Regions from separate parts of the Mus musculus genome. Here region 1 is linked to region 2. The links are chromatin contacts, called in public promoter capture Hi-C maps. All regions are on one chromosome and are shown on one strand. The core of a region is the stretch at or near the end of the contact, and the rest is flanking DNA. Distances in the headings are between cores, read along the strand shown.

Region 1 (5,071 bases), core at 365-2,864, 2.1 Mb after region 2:
AGATTTACAATTTATATGAATATTTAAGTACACACATTAAATAATGTGGAATCTTAATCTTCAGTGAACAAAATGTTGTTCTCTGCTTACATGGGTAATGTGTGCATTCCTTTTCCTGAGGACAAATGATTTGGAAAGCGGTGTTTAATTATAATTTGTTTGGACCTTAGGAAGACGTTTAGGATGGGAATGGAGATGTGCGAGGCCCTGGGTTGGACAACCAGCACTGGAAAGGAGAAAAGGCGACTAAACAGTTTAAAGTAGAACTCAAGACAAAGACCCCTTGTGTGCTGCTTTTTCACTTTTAACTTTCAGATATTTAATTAAAATTTATTTTCTGTTTTTGGTGGTGGTGGTGGCAGTGTACTCCACAAATGAGCTAAGTTCCCAGCACTTAATTAAAATAACAAGAAAGATGTCTCCATCAAATTCTTAAAAACTTGTATATTTCAAATATAATACTCATTTATTCGTGGTAATGGATGATTTAAGTAACTTGGGTGTGAATTTTTTTTCTGTTGACACAATTGAATCTTTCCAATCAAGGGAAAAAAACTACTGTGTATTCTAGTTAAACTAATCTCTGAGAATGTTTCCTTTAGGGTATGAATAACATACAGTCTTAGAACAGCTGGCACATGCATCTCATTCTGGAGAAAGGTATAAACGTATAAAAAACTATGACCAAAAGAAAATATCTAAAACTCAAAATTATCCTCTCATGCATGACACCATACTTTAAAAGTGTTTAAGGTATAATATATTTAGTAAATAAATAACATTATTTACTAAAATATAAAAATTCTATTGTTTTAACATTTTACACCTTTAAAGAACATAACCTATTCCTTATTTTGGCTTATTCATATGGACAAGCATCTGCTTTTCATTTTTCAATGAAAAGGGGGCTCTTGATCTTTCCCTAGGCAGAGGAGGGAGTGGAGGTGGGGGGTGGTCACAGGGACAGGTGGAAGGCCTCTGGCACAGCAGAGGGAGGCTGTTAGTCCTGATCTACAACAGACTTCCTGACTCTCATCCACACGTGTGACCCAGCCGGTTGGCTCTGATTCTGAAAGACCGGACATCACTGCCCACCCGGGTAAGTAGCCTTTCCAAGCCCGGGTCCGAGGCTCCCTGCGCGGCGCGTCCTCGGGACCGGGATTCCGCGGCGTGGACACCGACTCGAGGCGCGGGCTGGAGAGGAGCAGACAAAGGCATCGGAAAGCAGCCTGGCGGGGACTGTGAGGGCCGGAGTCCGGCGACCGAAGCTGGGCTCCGTCGCCAAGAGCGTAGGCGAGGGCGGCGGCGGGACGGGGCCGCAGGCAGCGCCCGGGCGTCCGCGGGCTTCCGGGCAGCGGGGCCCCGCACCGCCCGCCCGCCCGCCAGTCCGCCCGCCCGGATGGGCAGCGGCGCTCCCGGCCCTCGCCCCACTCCAGCTTCCGAGTGGGTGCCCCAGCCTCTCAGCGTCTCTCTCACCTCCACAGGGCCGCGGCGGCCCTCACCGCGCCGGTGTCACCTGCAGCGGCCAGCACCGCCCGCGCTCGCGCCCAGAACGGCGCGACCCGGCGCACACGCCAGGCTGAGGCGGCCTCACGAGCCGCGGCCGCACCCGCCTGCGCCCGCTAGCCAGCCGCCCAGCAAGAGCGCCGAGGGGCGGGGCCTGATCGACGCGCCCGGGCCAATCGCAAGCTAGCGCCGCAGCAGAGCATCCAATGAGCGACGAGATCCTGCGGGTGGGCGGGTGCGGGCGGTGCCAGAGTGCAGCCCACCGCTGCACAGAGCCTGCTCTTCACCCTGCCCTCTCTGGCTCGTCCTCTCTGGCCTGTCGCAGTGCAGCGTCCCCACTCTCTTAGCGTCATGTCTCTTAGCGACTAGGTCCTCAGCGCTTGATCTTGAACGTGGGAGATAAAGGGAGCTCGAATGAAAAGAATAAATCTTTCCCTGTCACTCATTTTGCTATAAGCTGCTTAGGTTCAACAGAAAAAATATATGATTGGATAGGGCGTTGGCTGGGACTTAGAAACATACTGTAAACTGAAAAGCTGGCGACTTCTCAGATATAGTGTGGCAAATGTTCCAGTGTTAAACTTGGAAGGCTGATTGATGTTCAGTCTTAGAGCACTGATGGAAATGTATTAGTGGCCAGATGTGAGTTTTCGTTGGCAATCACTCCATGGTTCTGGCAAGATTAAACTAAAACAGTGTCCACTAATAAACCTGTTTGCAAGCAGAGAGAGACAGAGACAGAGAGAGAGAGAGAGAGAGAGAGAGAGACAGAGAGAGAGAGAGACAGAGACAGAGACAGAGACAGTGAGAACGAGCAATGTATTCAGTGTAAGCTGTATATCAAAAAGAATATAAGTAACTCTCAATGTTATGGTTTCGATCAAATCTTCATTTCTTTTTTGTTTCCCAGAGGAAGTTGAACGTTTGTTTGTTTTTTGTTGTTGTTTATTGTTTTCTCTTCAATCGCCTTATCTGCCAAGGCTTTCCTCCTACCACTCAAATAGATCTCCCTTCCCACTGGGGGGAGGTGGTCTCAATGTGCAGGTAGAGTCCAAATTATGCCCAAGGAATGAGGCTTCCACATTTGATAATGGGCCTCAGACCTCAGCGAAGCTCCGAGTAGCACGGTGAGAGAAGCACTTGGATCATTTCGCAGGCTCAGGCTTCCTGCTGGGAGCGAATGGTCCCTGTCTTGCTCTCAGGAGAACATGTGTTCACATTCAGCTTGAACTTCAGTGGCTGCACATAGAGCTTTCGACCTCCAAGTCAGATAAGTGTGGCAGCAGATAAGCCACGGTTTCTGCTTTATGAATGCTTCGTGATGCCCAGGTTTTTGTAACCAGACTTGTGAAGGGCTCATTTGTCAAATTAATGCATGCAGTAAAGGAAGCCTATCATCCATGGAACATTTATATATGCCAGGTATGCATCTGTTATCTACTTTAATCAACATGGCACACTACGAAGGTTATACAATTACTTTTTCTTTTCTTTTCTTTTTTTTTTTTTTGGTTTTTCGAGACAGGGTTTCTCTTTATAGCCCTGGCTGTCCTGGAACTCACTCTGTAGACCAGGCTGGCCTCGAACTCAGAAATCCACCTGCCTCTGCCTCCCGAGTGGTGAGATTAAAGGTGTGCGCCACCATGCCCGGCTACTCTTTTTTTTAAACAATAAAATAAAATACAAGATAAAACAAAAATTAACACACCAGAATTGGACAAACAGAAGAAAAAGAGACAAGAGAAAGCACAAGAGACAGAGACCAGCTTGCTCACACAGCAATCCCATAAAAACACTAAACTGAAAGCCATAATATATGTGCAGAGGGCCTGTTGCAGCCCTGTGCATGCTGCTTCAGTCTCTCAAGTTCTTGTGTGCTTGGCCATGTTGGTTTAGAGGGCCTTGTTTTCTTGGTGTCCTCCGTACCCTCTGCTGCTTACACTCTTTTCTCTTCCATGGGTGCCCTGTCCTCTGAGGGGAGGAATTTGATGGAGACATACATACCATTTAGGGCTGAGTGTTCAGAGGTCTCTCTCTCTCTCTCTCTCTCTCTCTCCCTCTCTCTCTCTCTCTCTCTCTCTCTCTCCCTCCCTCCCTCCCTCCCTCCCAGGGGAGGAATTTGATGGAGACATACATACCATTTAGGGCTGAGTGTTCATAGGTGTCTCTCTCTCTCTCTCTCTCTCTCTCTCTCTCTCTCTCTCTCTCTCTCTCTCTCTCTCCCTCCCTCCCTCCCTCCCTCTCACTCTCTCTCTCTGTAGTTAGTTTAACCCTAGGTCTCTGGTCTCAGTTTCTTGGTCAACTAAGCAGTGTGGGGTATGAATTTTGTCTTATAGAGTGGGCTTCAAGGCAAATCAGACACTGGATGGCTATGCCCACAAGCTTTGTGCTACCATTAAAATAGCATATCTTCTGGGCAGGACACCCTTGTCAGTCAGAGGGTTTGTGGCTGAGTTGGTGTTTATGTTTCTCTTTTGGTATCACGTTGAGTACCTTTCTGTACTAAAGGAACTAGCACACAGGGGTGAAGGCTCTATGTGGGCACCAGCTTGACTTCTCCATGTTCAATGAGTTGTGTATGTGTTGTCTTCAATAGTAGGGCCTTGCTGCCAGTTTGTGGAGAGCAACCTATAGTCCTGACAATAGCCTGAGTTGTTTGGGGATTCTCATGGGACACATTTGTTCAACAACTCAATTAGATGTAGCTCAATCCCAGGCCTGGAAGCTTCATTTGGTGACAAAGAGATGGCCAGTTGGGGCTCTGTCTCCCATTATTTGGCAATTTGATTTAGATCACCTTCATGTTTGTGTATATTTTAGGAAGTTCTGCTGTATTAGATTTTCTACTATTCAAACGGCCCTTAATTTTGGCTGTCTCTCTTGGTGTTCCTTTCCTTGTCCTCTCTCCCCTTCCCTTTCCCTCTAGAGCCTCCCATTCCAGCCCCCCTCATCCATCCATAACTATCTATTCTGTTTCCCTTTTCTAATAATCCATATGTCCCTCCTAGTTCCTTACTCTATACCTAACCTCTGTGATTTACGGCTTCTAGCTGGGTTATCAATGACTTAACGGCTAATATAAGTGATGTCTTTCTGGATCTGGGATACTCAGGATGATTTTTTTCTAGTTGCATCCCTTTGCACACACCTAGAAGCTCATGATTTTATTTGTTAATGACTGATATCTCATCATATAAATTTTCTTTAACATTTTCTTTATCCATTCTGTTGGGGGGACATCTAGGTTATTTCCAATTTTTTGCCTGTTATGAATAGAGCAGCAATGAACATGGCTAAGCAGGTGTCTCTATGGTGGGATAGTGTCCTTTGGATATATGCCAGTTCTGGCTAGTTGTATGTCAACTTGACACAGCTAGAGTCATTGGAGTAGAGGGAGCCTCAATTGAGAGATGTCAGGAGCTATCATAGGATAAGCTAATAACTAGCAGGTGAACTTCTTGAGATGGTCTGCCTCAGATTTAAATAATCCACGACAGATTTGCTCCCATAGACAAGAACAAGGAGAAAATCATTTTAGGAAAGATTCCTGCTATTAGTATGCTTT
Region 2 (4,819 bases), core at 1,502-4,001:
TTGAAGGTCTGATGATGAAGTAGGTAAAGGAGACACCAGTTTGGTTCCTCCTGCTTTCCTGAGATACTGCAGTTGAGAAGCAGGGGGGAGGAGAGCCTCACTGACTTGTCACACACAGTGTAACAGTGCCAGTGTGGGTTACTATTCTCTGCTCAGATATCTGGGCATGTTGCCAACACCCAAAAAGGAATGGCTTCTCTCTTGCGGGGCATTAATGACCTTCCTGCGGTTACAGGCTGCTTTGAGAATGTATTGTTTAGTTGTAAAGCTTTAAGTTTTCCCTCTGTTATTCCCCAGAATAGCATTCTCTTTTTACTTTCTATTTGCACATTTTTCTGCAATATAAAAGACAAACAGTATCATTCAGATTCCTCTAGGTGTCCTTAGCTGATTCCCCTATGGACAATGACAGAGTTCCTTTTAAAAAGGATTTGAATTGTCAAAAAAAAAAAAAAAAGGACAGCTTTTTTTTTCTTTCTTTCTTTTTTTTTTTTTTTTTTTTTTCTTTTCTTTTTTTATGAGACAGGGTCTCCCTGTGCAGCCCTGGCTGGCCTGGAACTTAGTATGTAGTCCAAGCTGGTTTTGAAATCACAGAGCCTCCCAAGAGCTGGGATTTAGGACGTGTACCACCACGGTGACTGGAACTGACAGGTCTTTTCTAAAGCAGCAATTTGCTTGCATCCTCTTCCCAGGAGGCAAGATGGTTATGAATCATGTGAGACTGCAACATCACAGAACTCTTCTACCTGGAACAACTCATGTCTTCTGGCCCAGATGTGACCTTCTAAGGGTGAGGCCAGTTCCATCTAGTGAATAACAAACTCTACACTCTAACTAGGGGCCCTGGATCTCTCTGACCTTGGGAAATCAAGGACCATGACAGGCTGTTTTAAGATTAGATGAAACAATCCTTAAATGCCCCTTTAACTTCAGAATTTCAACACTCTGAATGACATGTAACAAAGCTATCAGATGTTACATGCTGATTCTGTGGACTTATTTCCTAAAGGGGATTATGAAGTGATTTGCCAAACACATAATACAATCCTGGTAAATGGGAAGAACAAGAGACCCTAGGTGCAAGCCTTATGACCTTGAGCAACTCGCATTCTGAGTCTCAACAAATTAAATTTTAGTATTTAAAGTGGGGTTTTGGATAAGATGATTGTAAAAAGGTTTTCATATAGGCCTAACAGCCTAAAGTCTGAAGTTCTTGGATAACTAGTGCCACTTTATTACTAAAATTATTAAGACAGAGACTGCTTAAGCCATAATTTAAATAACTACTTATGTGTCAAAATAACTAGGCAACAATGACTGGAAATTAGTAATTATTCCCTTAGGGTTTCTTATAGAGATTGAGGGAGTTTTTGTCCTTGTTTGAAAACATGTCTCCTTGGGTTCTGTGAAATTTCCAATTCATCCAAAAATTTTCAATTCATCTCACATTTCCCATCTTGATATTAAAGGACAACACGTATTTTTAAAATGTAAATTTCAAAGTACTTAGCAATTTCCAGTCTGGTGGCAAATGTCACCTTCAAACAGCATGAAGATTAGTCCTACGTCAGAGCTCTCTTTCACGTCACCCCCCTCCGCCCGCTGAGGACAAGATAGATCTAGAGCTTCAACAAGATGGTTACGTTACATCTGCAAGGAGGCCTTCAGAATTTATGACAGAGTAGTAAAGAATATCGGCACTGTTTGACTAGCGATGCTAGTCCTGTCATTACAAACGGAGATCAAGAATAGGTTTTCAGTAACATTTGTTTTCTTTTAAATCAAATATGGTGGAAACATGTCTCCTGAAAACTGGGATCATAACCTGGAGCACTACCGGTAAATCAACATCAGAGGCCTATTCTTTCCAAGAGCTTAAGAGGCAAAATAGTGTTAGGACCTAATTCTTCCCCTCCCATAATTCTCATCCCCCACAACAAATCCTTTAAGGTCCTTCGGAGAAAATTTTGTCCCTCCTGCGCAAGGACTGAGACCCGACTTTCCAAGGACAGTGATTTCTCTAGAGTCCTTGCGAACCCCTTTCCAGTATCTGGGTTACTGCGACAGTCGTGAGAATGAGTCAGATTTTGCAAACCGCGCGGAGGACAGCTCCCGGCATTACTGCTTTTTAAAAGCGCATCAAGCGCAGGAGGAGGCCGAGAGGCCGGAGCTGCTGCAGGTTCCAGGAGCCCACACTCACCATTATTGCAAACTGCAAGGCCGATCTCTGCACCTGCAAAAGGCAGTCTCCAGCAGTCAGGTCACCTCTACAGCGGAACAGACTCTGGGAGAGAACGCGGGGCTGGCCCGCAAAGGTTCGGCTGGAGACACGGCCCTTTCTGGGAAGTGTAGTTCTTCCGGCGACCTCTGGCGCCCACCTTCGTGCATTCCTGACAGTGCTAAACTACAATTCCCCCAAACCCCTTCTTCCTACGCGCCTCGCTGCAAAGTAGTCCCGGGGCTGAGCCTCGGTGATTGGAGCGCGTCTGTGAGCAGAGGGTTGGTGCTTTGAGTGAGGCGCCTGCCTGATGGCGCTCAGCAATTGGCAGGAGAGGAGGCGTTAACTCGAGGGAGGAGAAACGACCCCTGAGCGACAGCACACGTCGCTCCACCGAGAATCTATCCTCCCCCAAGACTAAACAAGGGCGGCTAAGAGACCTTCCGTTGCTTAAAGCCCGCTCGACCCGGAAACAAAACCTTTTAAAAACTCTCTCAGAGGCGGGAGGAATTGACGCTTGCGGAAGAACGGGCAGCTTCACCGTTGCTAGGCGACGAGGCAGCCTCACCTGAGCGCTCTCCAGACCAAGAGCTTGTGGAGCTGTGTTCTCACGTCCCAGGCTGGTGAGCTCGGCCCCGAGGGTTTTTATCTGGGGGTCAGAACAGGGTGCGGCACTGATGCGCGTATCCTGAATCCGAAGCCGGTGGTTGTGGGCGACCTCCGGAGTCCCCTGTTAGTGTCAGGAGCGTGTGGATGCCACAGTTTTCAGGAGGGACGAAGAGTGTCTTGCAGTTTGAGTCAGTGTAACTTTTCCAAAGTAAAGTCAGAAAGTTTTGTTTGTGGAGTGAGCCCCTTCCTTGTGTTTACTTGTGGTGTACCGATCTAATTTTCTTTGCCGACTGTGAATATTGACACTTTTTGCTCATTCTCTTTTTGGAAACCTGTTACTTCCAGGGGAAGTTGGGAGACACTGATTGTTTCAGGCGAAATGTTAGCAGCTAAAACATCTCAAGAGGCTTTCATTTAAAATGAAAGTTGTTAAGGGAAATCTGTATTCTCCGTTTGTTGTACGGATATTCGAAAACATGTGCCTTGGAACAGACCAATGAATATGCTCTTGGTCTAACGTCAGAATTTTCTGTCACTATTAAATGGATGGTGGATGGCTTCAGTTTTGTTTTTGGAAGATTTAGTATTTGGAGAGAGAAATATGATGCCTTAGTCAGGGCTTCTATTTCTGCGATGAAACACCATGACCAAAAGCAGGTTAGGGGAAAGGATTTATTTGGCCTACTCTTCCACATTTTGGCCCATCATTCGAGGAACTCAGAATAAGTAGGAATATGGAGGGCATGAGCTGTTGCAGAGACCATGGAGGAGTGCTGCTTATTGGTTTGTTCCTCATGGCTTGCTAAGTCTGCTTCTTTATAGAACCCAGGACCACCAGCCCAGAGATGGCAGCACCCATAAAGGACTGGGCTCTTCCCCATCAATCTGTAATTAAGAAAATGCCCTATGGGCTTGTCTACAGCCCGATCTTTATGGTGGAAGCATTTTTCTTTTCAATTGAGAATTCCTCTTAACTTAAGACTGACTGTAGCTTGTGTCTGGTTGACATAAAACTAGCCACTTCTGGGTCCAATAGCATTTAGGTTTCAATAGACTGTAGGGTACTTGAATGACTCCTAGAATCACTTTATTCATTTGATGCCTTAATTTTGTTCTTGAGCACTGATCTTTTTATAATGGAATGCTTCCTGTGTCTCTGTCCACATTTAGTTCATTTGTGGGTTGCATTTCTAAATGTTACCTCTGTGTCAGGGACTCTCAAATTCCAGGGCATGTCTCTGTAGTTTCTGTTTCTTCTTGGTTTTCTAATAGGCATTAGTTCTGTTACTTTATAGTACTTCCTACTGAACAACCATATGTGCAAATATCACACTCTAGAGATAGCATGACTTGCCTCCAGTTTCACTTGATGGTTGAGGGAGAGATTACAGGATTTTCAAGTGAAGAGAGAAGGGCTGGAGCTGATTTGATAGTGATTGTTCTAATCTGCTCTGGGACTTTAGGATAGCAGTTTTAGTTACTGCCTTTCAGGAACCACTGTAGCATGAAACAAAACTCTGTAATTCCTAATGGTAACATGGTGGTCTGGTGAGTAATTGTTGAAAGATGTGCTCTGTTTTGGTGGGCTGGTTAGTTTTCATCAGTTTAACACAAACTTGAGTCACTGAGAGGGAGAGAATCTCCCGAGTTCTGGGATTAAAGGCGTGTGCCACCACTATTGCTGGCTGTTTTAGGGTTATTATTGCAGTAACTTAGGGAGGAAAGGGTCTTTTTGGCTCATGTGTCCACATTATGTCATTGTTCATCATTGAAGGAATCAAGACAGGAGTTCAAATATATGGTAGCTGAACAAATCAGTAAGCAGAATTTTTCTATGGTCTTTGCTTCAGTTTCTGCCTTGGGTTCCATTAGTGGTAAAGTGTGTCATGGAAGTGTAAGCTGAAGTAAACCCTTTCCTCTCCCTGGTAGGAGAAAGTCATCACCCAGAGCAGAGCTTATCCTCAGAGTTAGATTATCTTCAGGGAACCCCCC

The links. Promoter capture Hi-C pulls out the DNA fragments that hold promoters and counts their contacts.
Region 1: a contact with region 2 is called in a promoter capture Hi-C map of liver, with 3 times the contacts expected there. The contact joins the promoter of 0610010F05Rik here to the promoter of Wdpcp in region 2. A contact is called at or near these places in 1 of 39 promoter capture datasets (liver), 2 of 484 Hi-C or Micro-C datasets (muscle stem cells and uterus), 1 of 115 datasets of contacts at active chromatin or transcription factors (astrocytes) and 1 of 9 other capture datasets (adipose tissue).

The regions. Positions count from the first base shown.
Region 1 is chr11:23,632,017-23,637,087 of GRCm38.p6, forward strand. It overlaps 0610010F05Rik (RIKEN cDNA 0610010F05 gene), which reads right to left and starts at 1,615. Exons shown (of 22, transcript NM_027860.3): 1 at 1,477-1,615.
Region 2 is chr11:21,569,530-21,574,348 of GRCm38.p6, forward strand. It overlaps Wdpcp (WD repeat containing planar cell polarity effector), which reads left to right and starts at 2,752. Exons shown (of 18, transcript NM_145425.3): 1 at 2,752-2,841. It overlaps Mdh1 (malate dehydrogenase 1, NAD (soluble)), which reads right to left and starts at 2,405. Exons shown (of 9, transcript NM_008618.3): 1 at 2,201-2,405. The coding sequence starts at 2,203.